Regions from separate parts of the Rattus norvegicus genome. Here regions 1 and 3 are each linked to region 2. The links are chromatin contacts, called in public Hi-C maps. All regions are on one chromosome and are shown on one strand. Each heading gives the region's core, a stretch centred on a gene start, on an enhancer-like site or on the middle of the called end of the contact. The rest is flanking DNA. Distances are from core to core; before and after follow the strand shown.

The links. Hi-C and Micro-C count contacts between places; a contact is called where the count stands out from the background.
Region 1: a contact with region 2 is called in a Hi-C map of mammary epithelial cells, with 2.9 times the contacts expected there. The contact joins the enhancer-like site here to the promoter of Foxo1 in region 2. A contact is called at or near these places in 2 of 12 Hi-C or Micro-C datasets (mammary epithelial cells and psoas muscle).
Region 3: a Hi-C map of prefrontal cortex shows a contact between it and region 2, with 4 times the contacts expected there. The contact joins the enhancer-like site here to the promoter of Foxo1 in region 2. A contact is called at or near these places in 9 of 12 Hi-C or Micro-C datasets (Schwann cells, frontal cortex, hepatocytes and 5 more).

What each region holds. Positions count from the first base shown.
Region 1 is chr2:138,639,709-138,642,408 of GRCr8, forward strand. No RefSeq gene overlaps it. Among named protein-coding and RNA genes, the nearest start is that of Foxo1, 180 kb to the left of the region's middle. Within about 2 kb of position 1,298, at least 6 of the 93 cell types and tissues checked have an H3K27ac peak or open chromatin away from gene starts, as enhancers often do.
Region 2 is chr2:138,461,603-138,464,302 of GRCr8, forward strand. It overlaps Foxo1 (forkhead box O1), which reads left to right and starts at 1,372. Exons shown (of 3, transcript NM_001191846.3): 1 at 1,372-2,088. The coding sequence starts at 1,477.
Region 3 is chr2:138,593,832-138,596,655 of GRCr8, forward strand. No RefSeq gene overlaps it. Among named protein-coding and RNA genes, the nearest start is that of Foxo1, 130 kb to the left of the region's middle. Within about 2 kb of position 1,335, at least 60 of the 93 cell types and tissues checked have an H3K27ac peak or open chromatin away from gene starts, as enhancers often do. A contact at or near this core is called in Schwann cells, kidney, liver and 1 more, where this site is marked.

The DNA of each region.
Region 1 (2,700 bases), core at 48-2,547, 180 kb after region 2:
TCAGGGCTACTCAGAAAAACCCTGCCTAACACACCTTCCACCTCACCCTGCAAAAAACTCTCAAAAGAATCCTGGAGTTGGATGGTCTTTATCAATCAGCCATAAATACCCCCTGCTCATCCTGCCTTGTGGCCTCCCTGGACTGAGTACCAAGAAGCTGGCAGAGGGACCAAATGCTCATTCTGACCCATAGCACTAGGCCTCTTGCTGGGTCTAATATTTCAACTGGGAAGCTAGCAGCCCACATTTTGAACATTCTTTTTCTCACTTTCATGAAACTGGCTTTGAATTACCCACGTGCCGATTGGGGTCAAACTTTATGGTGGTTTGTCAGAAGTAACAAATACGACGGGTTATGTTCAAGCCAATCAATTCTGTGATGGAAACTATGATTCATGAGAGGCCATGAGAGACGGAAAAATGGTCACTCAGCTAAGGCTCTTAATACAAGATCAGTAGGGTGTCTGAGGAGCTGTAGAGTATTCAAAAAATATCTATGGCAGAGTTGAATATTTTCAACCATAATTTTCTGGAACTGTAAGAAAGGACTTGGCCAAGAATACATAGAATATGCCCTGGGATGATTTTGTTTTTAAAGTTTATTTACTAAACCTTGTATGCATATATAAAACTAAGTATAAAGTGACTGCTGGTGGGTCTAGCATGTGGGGCTTGTGTCAAGCCTCGGACTCCTCACTAGGGTATTTACTGATGATCCAGAAAACGACTGTAGATGCAGGAAATGAGTCTGCAGCTCGGTGTGCACATTGTAGGTAAGAGGATAGAGAAGGCGTCTGTCCGAGGTCATCTGTGTCTAATATCAGCCTCTTTGCAGGAGAGCAATTTATCTGTGGTGTCTCAGAGTTCACTCTTTAAGGTCAGAGTCTCCCCTGCCCTGACTAATCTTCACTGTCCTCCTCTGCAGCTCTGTTGGTTGTTTCTGTTTCTACTTCTGCTGGTGACACAAAGCCACAGGTAAAAAGGTCCAACTGAGAGCAACTTGCCCTGGGTAGGATGTTTGTGTGGTGAGCTGTTCGGTTGACAGGAGAGGGTTTCTAACCTTGGTTTGTGTTGCAGGGAAAGGTGTGCCCCGGGCTAGGGAATCCATGAAGCCATGTGTCATTTTCTGCTCTTCCTACTGACCCCACCTTTACCCTTTCCTCTGACTCATCCTTGACGACAGCAGCTGGGGTCATGGACTGCCTCATTTCTAACAAAATGTCTCTGATCCAGGGCTTTGCTGAGGGTGATGTTCTCACCACAGTGTAAGACAGTCCACTGGCAAGTCCCCAGGGCAGATCCGTGCTGAGCCGAGCTGAGCGACGAGACACCTGGCAGGTCTCGTTGACACGCCTTGCCTTGCCCCGTTCAGGACATCTCAGACTGACCATTTGCTCAGGGGTGATGACAACTGAGATAAAACTCTTGTCTGTAATTCCTTGGCCGGACTAAAGTCTAGACGCACTGCCTGAAGCCGGTGCACTAGAAATCCGTGGGTGGCCAGCGGCGAGCAAGAGCTGAGGCATCACTGGTCACATTCGGTCCTAGAGATGTGCCTGGGGCCATGCTTTTGTAGGGCTTTCTTTGAGATTGATTTGGGGGCCCTGCCAAAATATATATTTGTAAACTCGACTTATTAGCATCAGTGATTTTACTTAAATATTCTTCATGCTGCATGATGGTTTTCTTTATAGGAGGACTTCAAACAAAGGCAAAACCCGAAAGACTCCTGCGTGTTTGCATATTTGTAACAGTCTGACAAAAACACCTCGCTGACACTATTCCCCATTACCCACAATTCAACTGAATTTCAACTATAGTGTGCTATAGTTTATTATTTCCAAAAGTATTTGCATGTGTGTATGACCATATCTCGCCCCACCCCACCAGTGGAAATACGCACCAGGAAAGAAAACCAATGCTAAACTTGAACTAGCATCTGCTTTGTGCCAAAGCCATTCTCTGTAACGGAGTACACACGCTGATGTACCTTTAAGTAGCCCAGACCCTCCTTGAAATGGTCACCTCACCAGGCCCAGGGCCCAGGAAACTGAAAAGGGAAGCCCCAGTTCCCACTCAAGCTGCTTGCCAACCCTTTGCTAAGCCTTGGCATGCTTCCCCCTCTGCCTTGCCCTGTGTGGCCTCTGGGACCTGTGAGTTCTGGCATGCCCCAGGGACTAGGAAGGATGAATGGCCAGTGGCTAGCATCAGCTGCAACTTCAATCAACTTAATACTGAGGAAAATGCCTTTCCTGTTCCTCACACGATTTCCCATGTGTTCAGGTGCTTTCCAACGATGCTGCTATTCCTAAAATAAAGTTTTGTTGTTGTTTGTGAGATAGGATCCTGTTATGAAACCCAGGCTAGTCTGACCTCGAATTTATGACCCTCCTCTTTAGTGTTAGGATTAGAAACTTGTTCAGTCATGCTTGGTGCTATGACACCCTTTGTTTACAGTCTTCTATATTATATTGTACAGAGGCACATTAGCAGAACCTTTGTGAGCTCTTTTCTCTGGCTAGCATGCCTTTACCTCACAGTCTCCCTTTCACCCAGATCCTGTCATTCCTGTCTTGGACAGTCAGCAGCACGAGACTCTGGTTTGCGGCCTGAGTATTCCACTCATTTTCTTGCTTATTTGGAAACACACGAGAGACAGGAGGGCTTTTGGGACTTTCATTGTTACCGTGCACAGAGGAT
Region 2 (2,700 bases), core at 122-2,621:
TCAACTCTATAAAGGCAAAAAGGATCATTGTCTTTCTACCTCTGGCTCTGCTGAACCTATATTAGATACCCGGGTTTGGGAACTTAAAGAACTGGAGAGACGAGCTGTGCCCCAACAATTGTGGCTTATCTCCTTTTGCGACTTCAACACCTCATCGCTTCCATTCTCAATAAAAAAGAAGTAAGCAACCAGTTAAATTTAATTAGGGGCAATAAAGTGACAAGATTGTCTCTAAACACTCTCCTCTGACCCTTTAGCCACCACTCTGGTCCTCAGGAAAAAGTGAGATTCTCGTAACAGGAAAGAGGTTCCATAGAAGACTTCAGATCTGAGGCGCTACTGGATCTAGGTGCTTGTGCAACAGTCTTCTCCCCGCGCCGCACCTCTTTTGGGTTCAGGATGACTGGAGGCTGGGGGCTGGGGCTGGGGCTGGAGAACCGCGGAGGCTCGGCTTGCAGGTGTGCACAGGTAGGGTGGGAAGGGGAATCCGGAGCCGCAGAGCGACGGATCTTCACCGTAGGATCTTCGTGCCTGGGGCGGCCCGGGCAGATGCCAGCTTAAGAAAACATTTCTCCAAAACAAACCCCACCGACTTCCCGAGAGCTCCGCGAAGACGCGTGGGCGGAGCGGGCTGAGTGGAATCCACGAGGCGCCCCACCGCCCACGTCGCGTCCGGGAGCGCGCAGCGGCTCCGCGCCATCCCGGGAGTCGGGGTCTGGGCACTGCCTGGAGTACTCGATTGCACTCCGTAGTAAACAAAAGTATGGTCGCCGCCTCCACGCCGGTTTGCCTCCTAGCAATCCGAACACTGAGGCGCCAGAGACTCAGAAACACTTGAGAATTACAGAAAATAATAACGGAGATTAGAAAAAAAAAGTGTGTGAGAAAGAAAAACACCCCGCTGCCCCCCACCAACCTACTGCCGCCTCCCGAGGGAAAGGAGCTCCCTCCCAGGCCCGCGTTCATTGGTTGTCTAGGCAGAGACTTGGCGCGTCCATTGGTCGCGCAGCCTGTCAGTCAAGGGCGGGGCGGCGCGCGCGCCGCCGCGGGCGGGGAGCCGCTGCAGATCCCGTAAGACGGGAGGCTGCGGAGTCGCTGCAGTCCCCGCCGCCGCCACATTCAACAGGCAGTAGCGCCGCTGTCGCGCGGCCGCGGGGGAGAGAGAGCGGCCCGCGGCGTCCGCCGGTCTGCCCTTGCGTCCGCGGCCCTGTCATCAGGAGCGTGGTGCCCGAGCTGCCGGGCTCCGCGGCCTGGTCCTTGCCCCGTCCGAGGCACGAACTCGGAGGATCCCCGACACCGGTGACCCAGCGAAGTTAAGTTCTGGGCGCGTCCGTCCGCTGCGCCGCTCCTCGCTCCGGCGTGCGTCCGCCGTCCGCGGCCCCCAATCTCGGAGCGACACTCCGAGCGCCGGCTCCGCGCCCCCGGTGGCCGCGTCTCCTGGTACTCTCTGCTGGTGGGGGAGGGGCGGGGGGCACCATGGCCGAAGCGCCTCAGGTGGTGGAGACCGACCCGGACTTCGAGCCGCTGCCTCGGCAGCGCTCCTGCACCTGGCCGCTGCCCAGGCCGGAGTTTAACCAGTCCAACTCGACCACCTCCAGCCCGGCGCCGTCGGGCAGCACGGCCGCCAACCCCGACGCCACGGCGAGCCTGGCCTCGGCGTCCGCTGTCAGCACCGACTTTATGAGCAACCTGAGCCTGCTAGAAGAGAGCGAGGACTTCGCGCGGGCACCGGGTTGCGTGGCCGTGGCGGCCGCAGCTGCCGCCAGTAGGGGCCTGTGCGGGGACTTCCAGGGCCCGGAGGCGGGCTGCGTGCACTCGGCGCCGCCGCAGCCCCCACCGACCGGGCCGCTGTCGCAGCCCCCACCGGTGCCTCCAGCCGCCGCGGGGCCACTCGCTGGGCAGCCGCGCAAGACCAGTTCGTCGCGCCGCAACGCGTGGGGCAACCTGTCGTACGCCGACCTCATCACCAAGGCCATCGAGAGCTCGGCGGAGAAGAGGCTCACCCTGTCGCAGATCTACGAGTGGATGGTGAAGAGTGTGCCCTACTTCAAGGATAAGGGCGACAGCAACAGCTCGGCGGGCTGGAAGGTGAACGGCCTCGGGGCGGCCCGGGGGGGTGGATTTGTTGGGGCCCGCCGAGGGTCGGCCGTGTGGGTGTTCCGGGCCCGGAAATGATGGGCGCACGGAGAGAGCGGGCGAGAAATGGCAGGTGTGGCGGGGGCTTCCCCGAGACCTGGAGCCAAATTTGGACGAAGTGCAGGCGAGGGAGTTCTAGAGGGACCCCGGGAGGGCTTGTTTGAGAACTTAAGTGAAATGCCAGAGCAGGCTTGGAAGTTGGCTAGTTGTTGGAGTAGAGGGGCTGGCTTCGAAGGGTTCGCCACTTGACACTCCGGACCTGCGAGGGGTCGGGGCGACTCCTCCGCCCACATGCGCACCCACTCTCCCGACCCTTGGCCGACGAGGTTCCCTCGGACCCGACAGCAGAGGTGACGGGAGCACTGGAAACATTCCCCACGCACACGCGGGGCTCCCGCAGCTGATGGGTTAGCTAAACGCGCAGCGTGCTGAGCGCTGTGCGGGCCAGCAGTTGCCGAAGGTTCCCCGAGGCCGGGGCAAATTTGGTTTTTTTATCCAAAGTGGCCTGAATCGAGCGTTCCCACTTGCTGGGTACGGTTTCTGACGCGCGCGCAAGTGGGTGGC
Region 3 (2,824 bases), core at 85-2,584, 130 kb after region 2:
TTCACAGAGGGCAGGAGTGCTGCTCTCTGTCACTAGGGTCAACAGATTGGCTCTAACTTGTCTTAGACATGAGCTGATAGTGAAGCCTTGTAGCTTCAGTGTCCTCTGAGAGATAGCCTGCAGTCCTTGATTTACCACACCCCCACCCCTTCAGAGGGTGTTGAGGGTTTCCTTAGAAACTGCCACTTCAAAGCCACAGAGGGGAAAAAAAAATCTAGCTAAATCAGGCAACGTTGCTACCTTCTGAGGATGCTTTCCTGTCCTCCTGCGCCCGTGCATGGCCTCCAGTCAGATTTTGATACTTAACTATTGAACAAACCAGCATTCGCACACATAGTCACTGAGGAGAAGTGAGGGTGCTCAGAGAAGGTCCACAGAGAGCTGACCTCTGCCCCCAGGCCCTCTTTGGAGGTAGGACAGCCATCCTTACCGGGATAGTTCCTTCTCATAACTGCCCCAAGGGTATGTGGTAATTCCTCCGCCCGGAGGGTGTGTCTTTCTGCAACCGCCAGAAACACTTTGGATTCTCACTCTGGCCTCTAGAGTGACCTGGTGCTTACTTTCATATATATATATTTTTTAACAATGATGGGACTGGAACCCAGGGCTTACTGTTCTGCCACCCACTTACCTCAGCAGGCTACAGGCTTTCTTTTTTACTTTTAAATTTTCCAGGTGCCCTGGGTTGCTCTTCCTAGCGGGAGTCCTGCCCTAAATCCGAGGCATTTGCATTTTCTCAAGGACCCTTTGTGGCAGGTAGGTCCTTGCCTCTTGCAAATGACCTTGAATAACACTGCCCTCTGCACTCTTTCTGGCAACCGCAGGAAGAACGTCTTGCCTGCTGTGAGTCTGGGGCCTTTTAGAGCAAGGCAGGAAAAACAAACAGCCTGTCCTTATTCACCCATTACTGGTGACCAGTGGATTAGGCATTTAGGACTTGGATTTGCAGTTTGTGAATTGATTAAACAAGGAGACTCTACGGAGCAGCTCCCATGGGTCCTAGTCTTTCATGCCTCTTTTACAGAGGAAGAATCTGAATTATGACAAAGTTTGGCGCACTCAATTCCCAACCAGACTCCCCCTTCGGGCTCTTTATTCGCGCTGAATCACGGGCCTGACTGTCGCCCAGAGCAGAGAGGGCGTCTCCTGTGGCTGGCGGATTTTTACTGCTTCCTTTTCATACTTATTCACCTCTGTCTGATCTCAGTCCTTGCCTGGCCACTCCTGCATGCCCCACAAACACGGAAAACCGCTGCCCTTTTCTCAGCCATTAGCTAGCAGGAGAGAGGCGTGCTTCCCCACTGAGGGCTGCCGCCGTCATGGCGTGGGGGTGGGGGCGCTAAGAGGTAGCCTCCATTCACCAGGCCTGAGCCCACAGGCTCCCTCACCAGGCCTACATCTTCTGGGTCTGGTGAAAAGAGAAGGGGGTTGGGGGCACCCTCCTGGGAGGCCGATCCCGAGGCTTTCTCTGCCTTAGCGCCGTTGTCTAGGCTTGCCAAGTCCCACGAGTTGGCAAACTGGAGAAGTGCTTTCAAAGCCGGCCTTCGCCCTCCTTGGCAGATGCCTCAAAGCCGTCTTGCTTTGCTTTGCCTGTGCCTGGGAGTCTGTACAGGGCATTTGTTCACACGCCTCAGTGGGGGCATCCCTGGAAGCGGCTCACAGAGGCACAGTGGGAGCTCGGCTGGATGACCCTTGAGGCAGGACCACTTGGGTGGGCGTCAGGAACAGGGGCCAGGTGGCTTGAACACCAGAATGGGGAAGGGATGTGTTAGAAGCTTTCCCAGCTCCTCAGGAAAAGTGTTTAAGGACTGGGACGCATTGCCCAACAGTTACTTTTATAAGCTGTAGGCAGGGCACTGAAACTTTTTCTATTTCTGTTTTGTTTTAGTTATCCTGTTAAAATCATAATAAATACATCGGGACATAGAAATGAGTACTCCGGATCAGACAGAAGTGAAGATGGCCTTGGAATTTACTGGCCTCAAAACGTTTTTCTAAAGTTTCATTTCTGAATCTTCAGAGACAGTCATTCTCAAAGCTTTAAAATGAGGTCCTTTGAAAAAAGCCAGGCACCTTTAATCCCAGCACTCCCAGAGGCAGAGGCAGGGGTCTCTGTGAGTTCGGAGGCCGGCCCAGGTTACAGTGAGTTCCAGAAAACAGAGTTACATAGTGAGAATCCTGTCTTCATAGACAAACAGACAGACAGACAGACAGACAGACAGACAGACAGGCAGGCAAATAGATGGGCTTATGTGAACATGATTGGTACCAATCCAGACATCACAAGTAATGGCCCGACTAGGGCTGCCAATCAAGATATAATTATTTATTTTATGTCTATGTGTACACTGTAGCTGTCTTCAGACACACCAGAAGGGGGCGTCCGATTCCATTTCAGATGGTTGTGAGCTACCATGTGGTTGCTGAGAAATGAACTCAGGACCTCTGGAAGAACAGTCAGTGCTCTTAACCGCTGAGTCATTTCTCCAGCCCCTAGGGTTGCCAATAAAAATGCCAAATACCATTTCTGCTTCTAGAAACACAGCATTTGGGCTGGTATAGCATTACAACGACAGTCAGCCTTATAGGAGTGCAGTGACAGCCAGCCCCATGTTAACAGTGACAGAGAGCCAGCCCATTCCTTGCCTCTGGCAAAAAAAAAAAAATGTTTTATTAGTTCCAGTGAACTTCTGTTGAGATAAGTTAACAACAACAAAATTTAAGATTTTACCGATGGTCTTTTCTGTGCATTCTATTGTTACAGGAAGACCACTCAGTCTGTGGCTGGGACTACACTCAGTTATACAGGGGTAGGTGTGGCTTC